2 separate regions of the Mus musculus genome follow, and region 1 is linked to region 2. Evidence: chromatin contacts called from public Hi-C data. All regions are on one chromosome and are shown on one strand. Each heading gives the region's core, a stretch centred on a gene start, on an enhancer-like site or on the middle of the called end of the contact. The rest is flanking DNA. Distances are from core to core; before and after follow the strand shown. Region 1 holds the start of 4930520O04Rik (RIKEN cDNA 4930520O04 gene). Region 2 overlaps Fbxl2 (F-box and leucine-rich repeat protein 2).

What was found. A called contact is a pair of places that touch in the nucleus more often than the background predicts.
Region 1: a contact with region 2 is called in a Hi-C map of cortical neurons, with 2.9 times the contacts expected there. The contact joins the promoter of 4930520O04Rik here to the enhancer-like site in region 2. A contact is called at or near these places in 1 of 15 datasets of contacts at CTCF or cohesin (pro-B cells), 12 of 484 Hi-C or Micro-C datasets (the Ba/F3 cell line, the G1E-ER4 cell line, adipose-derived mesenchymal stem cells and 6 more), 1 of 115 datasets of contacts at active chromatin or transcription factors (kidney) and 1 of 9 other capture datasets (liver).

The regions. Positions count from the first base shown.
Region 1 is chr9:114,365,581-114,370,075 of GRCm38.p6, forward strand. 4930520O04Rik (RIKEN cDNA 4930520O04 gene) reads left to right here and starts at 2,744. Exons shown (of 3, transcript NR_040383.1): 1 at 2,744-2,904; 2 at 3,409-3,483.
Region 2 is chr9:113,978,582-113,982,826 of GRCm38.p6, forward strand. Fbxl2 (F-box and leucine-rich repeat protein 2) reads right to left here. Exons shown (of 15, transcript NM_178624.6): 14 at 877-1,089; 15 at 1-359. The coding sequence ends at 252. Among named protein-coding and RNA genes, the nearest start is that of Fbxl2, 46 kb to the right of the region's middle. Within about 2 kb of position 2,615, at least 84 of the 459 cell types and tissues checked have an H3K27ac peak or open chromatin away from gene starts, as enhancers often do. A contact at or near this core is called in cerebral cortex, cortical neurons and muscle stem cells, where this site is marked.

The DNA.
Region 1 (4,495 bases), core at 1,494-3,993, 390 kb after region 2:
AAGGATGTTCCAAAGCAAAACTACATCATCCTCTTTTTCTTGATCTCAGAGTTCTGTGAGTCACTGGGGCCGCCATTCTCTTCCCTGCCAGGGTCCACTCTGCCTCTTTTCTGTTCCTGCTCTACATCATCACTGCCTACCATGACGTCAGCAACAGCAGGCTTTGATGACATGGTTATGAGGCTGGAGTCACAGTAATTTTGAGACACTAGTTAGCTCAGATCTCCATGAAATTACTATGACGGGGTGGGGGGAGGGTATAGGGGACTTTCAGGATAGCATTTGAAATGTAAATGAAGAAAATACCTAATAAAAATTGGAAAAAGGGAAAAAAGATAAATAAAAAAACTTATTCTAAATCCAGGGAAAATTGAAGTTTTAAAAAATAAGTGAATAAAAATCTTTATGAATTCTAAAATTAATTAATTAATTAATATCACAAAGTACCCAGGAAAAGCAACTTAAGGAAGCATTTATTTTGGCTCCTGTTTTGAGGGTACAATCTACCAATTAGGAGAAAGGGTGATGGCAAAACATAGCTCACTTTGTGGCAGCAGAAGTAAGAAGCAATTGGTCACATCGCCTCCACAGTCAGGAGTGAACACTGATGCCCAGCTAGCTTTCCCTTGTTTTCAGGGTTATTCTGTCTGGGACTCCCACGCCCCAGGAGATGATGCCATCCATTTTTGGGGTGATCTCTCCCTGTTCAACTTCTCTGGAAACACCCTCCCTGTATCTCACACATACACCTGTATCTATATCCTCTATCTATGTCATTCCATATCCTACCAAGTTGACAGTGAACATTCGCCAGCCCTGTGGTAGAAACTTTAAGAAGCAGCTGACAAGGCGGTCAGGTCAGTGGAGGCGCACTCTTGAAGGAGACTCTGGAGCTCTGGTTTCTTTCTCTTTGTTTTCATTTCCTGGCCATGAGGTGAGTGCTTTTGCTCTGCTAGGCACTTCCAAAATAGCCTCCAGCCTTACCATGGGCCCAAAGCAATGGAGAGTCCAGTTATGGGCTAGAACCTTCAAACCATCAACCAAAATTTTTCTCTGACAAAAGTTGATTATCTAAATCAGAGGTTCTCACCCTTCCCCGTTCTGCAGCCTTTTGATACAGTTCCTCAGGTTGTAGGGCTCCTCCAACCATAAAATTATCTTCACTGCTAATTCATAATTTCCTAGTTATACGTCATAATGTAAATATTTTTGTAGCTATAGGTTTGTCAATGGCGTCTCCACTCACAGGTTGAGAACCACTGATCTGAATTCTCTTGTTATTGTGATGAAAGCTAACACGTAAGATCAAAAATACATACTAGAAATCATTTTGAAGAAAGCATTCATCTAATGACCTTAAAAAGCTAATACTGTGGCTATGGAGATGGCTCAACAAAGCGTTGGCTTTGCAAGCCCAGGGACTCCAGATTGATTCCCATAGCCACATAAAGATGATGTTAAATGTGGCTGGCCCATGCTTATAATTTCTGAGCTGGAAGGCAGAAACAGAAAGATCTCCTAGACTTGTGCTCAGCCAGTCTAGCCTGATTCCTGAGCTCCAGATCAGTAAGAGGCCCTATCTCAAAGGGAATAAATGGTGCTCCTGAGGATAACACCTAAGGCCTTCAGCCTCTGCATGCACGTGTGTACCTGAGCACATAGATGTAAAGAGAACCAAATTAAGACCACAGGCTTGAAATGTAGCCCAGAGGCACAGTCCTTAACCAGATTCTGTGACAAGCTTTTACCATATGTCATTCTATTCCCTACCTTCTATCTATGGCAAACCTTATGTGATGTTCTTACCCAAACGGCTTTTATTCACTTACTATCATTACTACTGCATGTGTGCATGATGTGTGTGTTGACCTGCATGCCACGGTGCACATATGGTGATCAGAGGACAGCTCTGTGGAGTGTATTCTCCCTTCCATCTCTACATGCGTTTCAGGGATTGAACTGAGTTCGCCTCATTTTCATGGCAAGCACCCTTATCCAGTGAGTCATCTCACTAGCCCTGTTTGCAGTAATTCTGAAATTCTGTCTGGTCAGAGTTGATGGAAGTTTCTTACTGATTGCTTCGGGAAGGTCAAAGACTTTGGTGTGGGGCTGGTAAGATGGCTCAGCGGGTAAGAGCACTGACTGCTCTCCCAAAGGTCCTGAATTCAAATCCCAGCACAAAATAAATCAATCTTGCCGTAAAATAAATAAAGGCCAATTGGTGGCTTTTGACCTGCTGCCTCCTCTGTGAAGCAGAATGACTTCTGAGGATACTGACAGTATAATTGTCCCCAAAGTCTGGTAGTGGGATGGGTGGGGCTGGGTTGGAGGTTGGACCTGGCTGGGCGCCCAAGCAGGCATTGGATAGGGAGCACCGGACAGCGTGGCTCTCTGCAGACCAGCGGCGTCCCCAGAGTGCACGAAGGATAAACGCGTGGCTTTTCCGTTTCACCGGTGTAGTTCTGTCCTCCAAGGTCCCTTCGGCAGAGCGGCTGCCACCCGGGTTAGACTTGGGGTGAGGTCAAGGCCACTCCAGGCCGCCAACCGTCTCGAAGCAGGTGGTACAACGCCTCCAACTGCGGCAGTTCCTTTGAATTTTGACGCCACTCCCACTCCACGTAGGGCTAAGCTGCCTGCCAGACTCGGAAGAAACCGGTGGCGGCGAGCCAGCGGGAGCGCGCGCAGCAACGGACAGGAACGCGGCAGGCGGGCGGCGCGCACCTCCCCCGGAAAGGCCGGGAAGAAAAGACCCACAGCTTTTCCACGCGGTGCTTCAGGAACGGCCGCGCCCCCACGTGCTCTCGGGTGCAATCCGTAACAGAAGGAAGGAAGGACAGCCTCGCTCTGACTGCACCCTAAACTATAAAGGGACCTGCGCGGAAAGCTGAGGGTTCTCTTTGCGCTGTAGGTTACTCTTTTAGGCGACCTGGTGACCAAGCAAAATGTGGGGTTACAGAGTAAATTTAGATGCTCCGGTTCTGCGGAGCAGCCCTCCGCACTTGAGCTTAGGGTACCGGTGTAAACTACCTGGGAGAAGTGCGCAGCAGCAAAAGAGATTTCAGGATTGGAGCCTAGGCCCTGGGGAGATTGGGACTGGGCAGCTTGGCTGAAGGCTGCGTGCGTTCTGGTTCCTCAGTCCCAGTTTGGGTGGGTTCTTACACAGCGGGGTTTGCAGAAAAATATGCAAGGCCTTTTGTGCTGTTTGGAAGGTACTGGTGACACCTAAGTGACATCGGATTATATGCACATGAACCCTTTCACAGGGACCATGGCGTCATCATTCTTAACATCATCAAAGCAGTTGCAAAAAGATACCAAGGTAAGGGAGATACAGCTTAGTTTCCTAATTGAAGTATTAGAGCAATAGGAAGTGGTGTGTGATGCTTAAAATGTGTTTCTTTTCATTAGATGAAGGGGTGCCCAAAGCATCCGAGAGAACTCGTCACAGAAAATAACTTGATTAAAACCTGACTCTTTTAAAAGGTATGTATGAAATCTAGATTGACATTTTTGCCAGCATACATTTTTACTGTTGTGAGATGAGAATCAGCTTCCCGGAAATGTGTTCTGAAATAGTCCTGGCCAAACACTGCAGCTTCTCCTACTCTGGCCTTTTTAATTTGGAGTAGCTGTAGTGAATGCATGGTGTATAAGTTGATTGTACAAACAGTTGTGAGACATACCGGGTCTGAACAGTGATGAACTATATCCCGAAGATGATGACCTGAAGACAGATACAGCTTCTGAGAGAAGACCATCGTGTTTAAGTGAAGTAGTAGTCTTGTTTGTCATGTTTCCCAAGGGCTTTTGTTTGTTTGGGGGATAATCTCTCCTGCTGCGCAAACTGGCCTCGAACTCATTAGGCAGCTGAGGAAGTCCTTGAACTGCAGACACCCCAGCCTGCCCCTCTCACGTTCCGGGGTTCCACCATGTCTGGCTCTCTCTAGCCTTTCTTTTTAATTCCTCTGGTCTGATCAGCCATAGCCACAAGACACTCCCTCTGTAGGGCACTGAGTGAATAGCTGTTACCAAGCAAATATCTGTTCCAGGCCATCTCTGTACTGACCATATTTGTTCAGAGGTTCATTGAGCCACTGGTTATTTCTGGCATGTCTGCATGTCTTTTTTTTTTTAATGACTATTTTTAAAGGCTGTGTAAGGAGGGCAAAGAGAACCTAGGCATAGGTTTTCCAAAAACGTGACAAGGATGGAGGGTGGTGGCGGCAGGAGAACCCTGGAGCGCTGGGTGCTTCTGGACATCAGCTCCTGACCACCTCTCCAGCAGCACTGCAGAAGTGTACACAAGGTGGCTCCTGAAGCTGAGGGTGGGGTTCTGGGGGGGGGGGAGAGAAGGAGGGTCAGAGATGCCAGCAGCATATCCTCCAGGCTAAGTAAGCCAGGGTGTTAGTTACCTGGTCTTCTGTGCTTCTCTGTGTATGCATGTATATTTGTTCGTGGATGGAGACCTGTGTGCATGGGGACCAGAGGACAAGTT
Region 2 (4,245 bases), core at 1,365-3,864:
TGTATACATAGGTACCCACCTCTGATGGGCTCTAGGTTGCACCACACCACTCTTGCTGTGGATGACACAGACCTGGATTTGCTTGCATCCTAGCAGTGTTAAGGTGAATAGCATTACCAGGTACTGTAATCTGTGCTGAAGTCTTTTACCTGTAATGTTTTCACCATGGAGAGTCGAGATAGGGTGACGATGGAACAGCCAGGAGACTGGTCTAACCTGGAGGATGGGGCCCGTGGCCTAAGCAGCTGCTGTCAGAGTATGACACAGCATCTGCACAGTCGATGTCCACTTCCTGCCACTGCTGGTGGAGGGGTGACTGGAGCAAAGTAGGCATGGACTTTGACATGAGGAAGCTGAGCCTAGAAGGAAATGGAAAAGGAGTCGTCTGCCCTGGGATTGCGATTCTTGTATAACCTTTGAAAACCTCTAGTCCGTTTACAATTGATTGCATTAATTAGGCAGGGAGCATGCTGTAAGCTAGAACTGTCCCTGTTAAAACCCCTCTAGCCCTGGGCCCCAAATCACCCTCTAAAGACAATTGGAAACACTTCTCTCTAGTGGCAATGATCTAAGGGTACATGTCTGAAGGAGCCTATGGTGGCACTTCTGTAATCACAGTTTGTATAAATACACCAGACTGGAGAACTGGGTATTGGGTTTAGTATACTGTGTATGCCACAGCATGTATGTGGAGGTCAGAAAACAACACTGAGTTGGTTCTGTTACTTTGTACCATGTTCTTGGCCATGAAATCAGGAAGACAGGCTTGGTATCAAGCACCATTAACCTGCTGAGCCCACTCACAAGCCTGGATGTGGATTTCTGGGTCTCCATCTCCCAGCTGCCAAGGAGAGCCTAGGAGGGACTAACACCTACCCGCATGCGCTTGATGCCTGCACGGGTGACCTGCTGGCAGTCGTAAAGCTCCAGTCGCTCCAGGCCTCGGCAGTTCTCCAGGTGCTCCAGCGAGGCGTCCGTGACAAGAAGGCAGTTGTCCAGCTCCAGCACCCGGAGTCTCTCGTGCCCACAGGTGCTGCTGCTCAGGTGCAGGATCCCCTCATCTGTGATGAGCTCACAGTGGGACAAGCTCTGGGGAGGAGAGGCACGCTAAGCTCCAGCTAGGAAAAGTGTCCAGAGTAACTGCTTGCTGTACTGCGGTGTGGCAGTGTCCTCTGCAAAGCACGCGCTGAAGACTCAGTGCCATGTGTGGGAAGGGTCACCATGAATAAACGGAGGGCTGGAAGAGCCGGAGACTACCAACACCTCATCCGACTTAACAGCCTGCCGGGCTTCATTCTCCCCTGTCTAGTGCATAGGAAGTAATCTGCGGTTTTCTCTAAGAGCTACCCCCGACCACGGCTTTCCAACCAGAAACAAGGAAAGATGCTTCAGGGGACAGTTCCGAGTTTACTCCCTTGACCAGTTTTATGGCCCAGTTTGAGTAAAGGTGCCAATAGTAAAGCCAGTAGATTTACTGTCCTTGTCTAAAATGCACAGGGTTGGAAGTGTAAATTAAAAGCACATACTGCTCACAACTGGTAACTCCAGCTACAGGAGCATCCACAGTCCCATGCATGGACCCTAGCACAGACACGTACACACATTAAAAGTACACACATCCATGATTCAGTTGTGGCTATGCAATGAGATCCTGACCTTGGTCATATATCACCAGCCTCTTAGAAGTGGTAATTAAGGTTGCAGAAGTACTAGGGTGAGTTTACATGGCCAAGTTTACTTAATAACTTCAGACTGGACAGTTGCCCCCCACCCATGAAAATAGAAAATGCATATGAGCATAAATGCTGTAAAGAGAAAAGATCCAGTGTCTGAGAGCGACCGACAGGCTGAGCTTGACAGTCCGTGAGCTAATAATGTCAGGTGCTGGGGTTCAGGTAGGAAAGGACAGAATGTGCTTGGAGGCCCAGGCTGGGGGACAAGAATGTCAGGCTCAGAGTGTGGCAGGAGACAGGCCACCATTGGGGTCACAGGAATCAAATGAAGATCACCAAACTTGGCAGCAAACATCCTTCCCATCGAGCCTGCTCATGGGGTTCCCCTTGCAGCCCAGGATCCCTGGGTGATGTTACACTTCCCAGAAAGGCCAGCAGTATAGAACCCTGTTAATTCTTTAAGTGTTAGCAAAAGTTCTATAGCATTTCTACATGTTCCTACATGTACATTTGGGGTAATTTAGGAACTTCCTTAAGGGTTATTTGGGTTATTTTATATCAAGTGAGTTAGACGTTCATTTCGCTCATGTTGTCAGATTTATGTAGTTGTGCCTCCTACAAGTTTAGCATCCATAATGTGAAAATTTGAAATTCTCCAAATCTAAACAATTTTGATTATCACTACAAATAGAACAGGTCACAGTCAGAACACGGTGCAGTAGCAATTGTGAAAGGTGCACGTTAGGCATAAGATTAATTTGTTTCTAGATTTTGGACCTAGCCTCAAGTACTTCATTATCTAAGTGTATATAATGAGACAATCTGGAAGGCCAACACCTTGGCCCCATTTTAGATACAGGACGCTCAGCCTGTATAGACCTGGTGGCAGCTGATTGCTGCTGATACTAGCAGCCTGGCCTGGGGCCTGTTTCCAAAGCAGCAGCCAGTGTTGCTAGGATACTGCTCTGGTGTTTGTGTTTTCCACTCACTGTGCTCTACCGTGTTATGGCCTTTTAATTTGGGCTTTATTTTGCTTTCTTCTGACGACACTGTCCTACTTCACTTGGTATCCTGTCCTCCTGCTCAGCCGGGTGAAGCTTGTGCCAGGATCCCCTTCTGTCTCGACAACATCCTCTGCATGAGGAGAGTCTCGAGTTTACCTAGTGACGCTTCAGCTTCTTCCCTTGCCTGCTGTGGGATCACACCGTTAATGTGGATGTGCGCGTCTGTCTCCCAGCCTTGCCGCGTGCCGGTGCTGTGTGTTCTGTTTAACATACTCAGCAGTGGCACTGTAACACTGAGGACCCACTGTCGTGCTTTCTGTGGTAGTAGATTCATTTTAAATTCACCCCAGTGTCCTCCCAGCACTTCCTGGAGATTTCCATCACAGGATTCTGAGGTGAGGATTCTGGGCCTTTGCCAGTGTCTGCCCAAGGATCCTCGTGAGGAAACTGGCTTTGGTGGTTGGAAGATGGCCCATGATGAGCATCTGCCCGAGGTCTGGTCAGCTTCAACCTACAGGAACATGGTACCAGCTTGGGACTTTTTAGCCCTGTTTTGGTTCTAACTGTGATCCTATGACTGTCACATCTTTTGTCCCTGCTCCCAAGTCACCCCCTTTGTTCTCTAAAGGCTGTGCTCACTTGCCAACACTAGACCACTTTGCTTTAAGGCCGTTCACTGGTTTTTGGTTTTAATTTTCGGAACAGTTCTATGTTCTGTATCTACTCATGAGCACTGACTTTGTTGCTTTTATGGTGTCTTCATAATTTCTACCAGGAACATTTTTCTGAAGTCCACTTTAAAATGTCAAATGTCATGTTAATCTGGACTTGTCATCTGCACACTGCCACCAAACATAAGTCCAGACTGTTCTGTTACATCCAGAATGCTCCGACACCTTCATTACATCTCCTTGCACCAGGCCTATAGTACTGCGTTGTGAGGTAAGGCCCCGTAGTCTGCATCCAATGGCCAAGTCCCCATACTGATCGTCCGATGCCTATGGGGCAGTTGCCTCGCCGCCGTGAGACAGGTAGGTGTTCAGACCCCTTCAGACAGCCTGCCTCAGGTCTGCCTTAGGTCTAGGCTCCCTGTGTGCTCTCAGGTGGTCCTGCAGATTGTCACTCCTGGGCAAAGATGAAAGACTGTCCATTCACCCTTTCCTGGCAGGAAGCATAGCTCTGTTTTGAGTTACTGCCAGGAAGGCTTCTTGGTAGACCATCCTCCCCCTGGGTCCTCTGAGCAGAAACAACAGGTTCTTGGGGATTTGTTCCTGTCTCAGAATCCCTTGTTATCAGCTCCTTTAAGCCTATCTTGGGATATATAAAGCAAAAAACACCCAGTGACTCATTCAATCCCATGGCCCTAAGGTCCCTGGCTGGCTGCCCCATCTTCTCTTGGCCTTCTTAATATTTAAGTAGAAGTGTGTGCCTAGGCACTTAGTTGAAAGTCGATGATAAGGTAAGAAAGTATAAGGAAGATTTTTTTTTTTTTTAAAGACAGGGTCTCTATGTAGTTCTGGAACTCTGTATAGACCAGGCTGGCCTCAAACTCCGAGATCTGACTACCA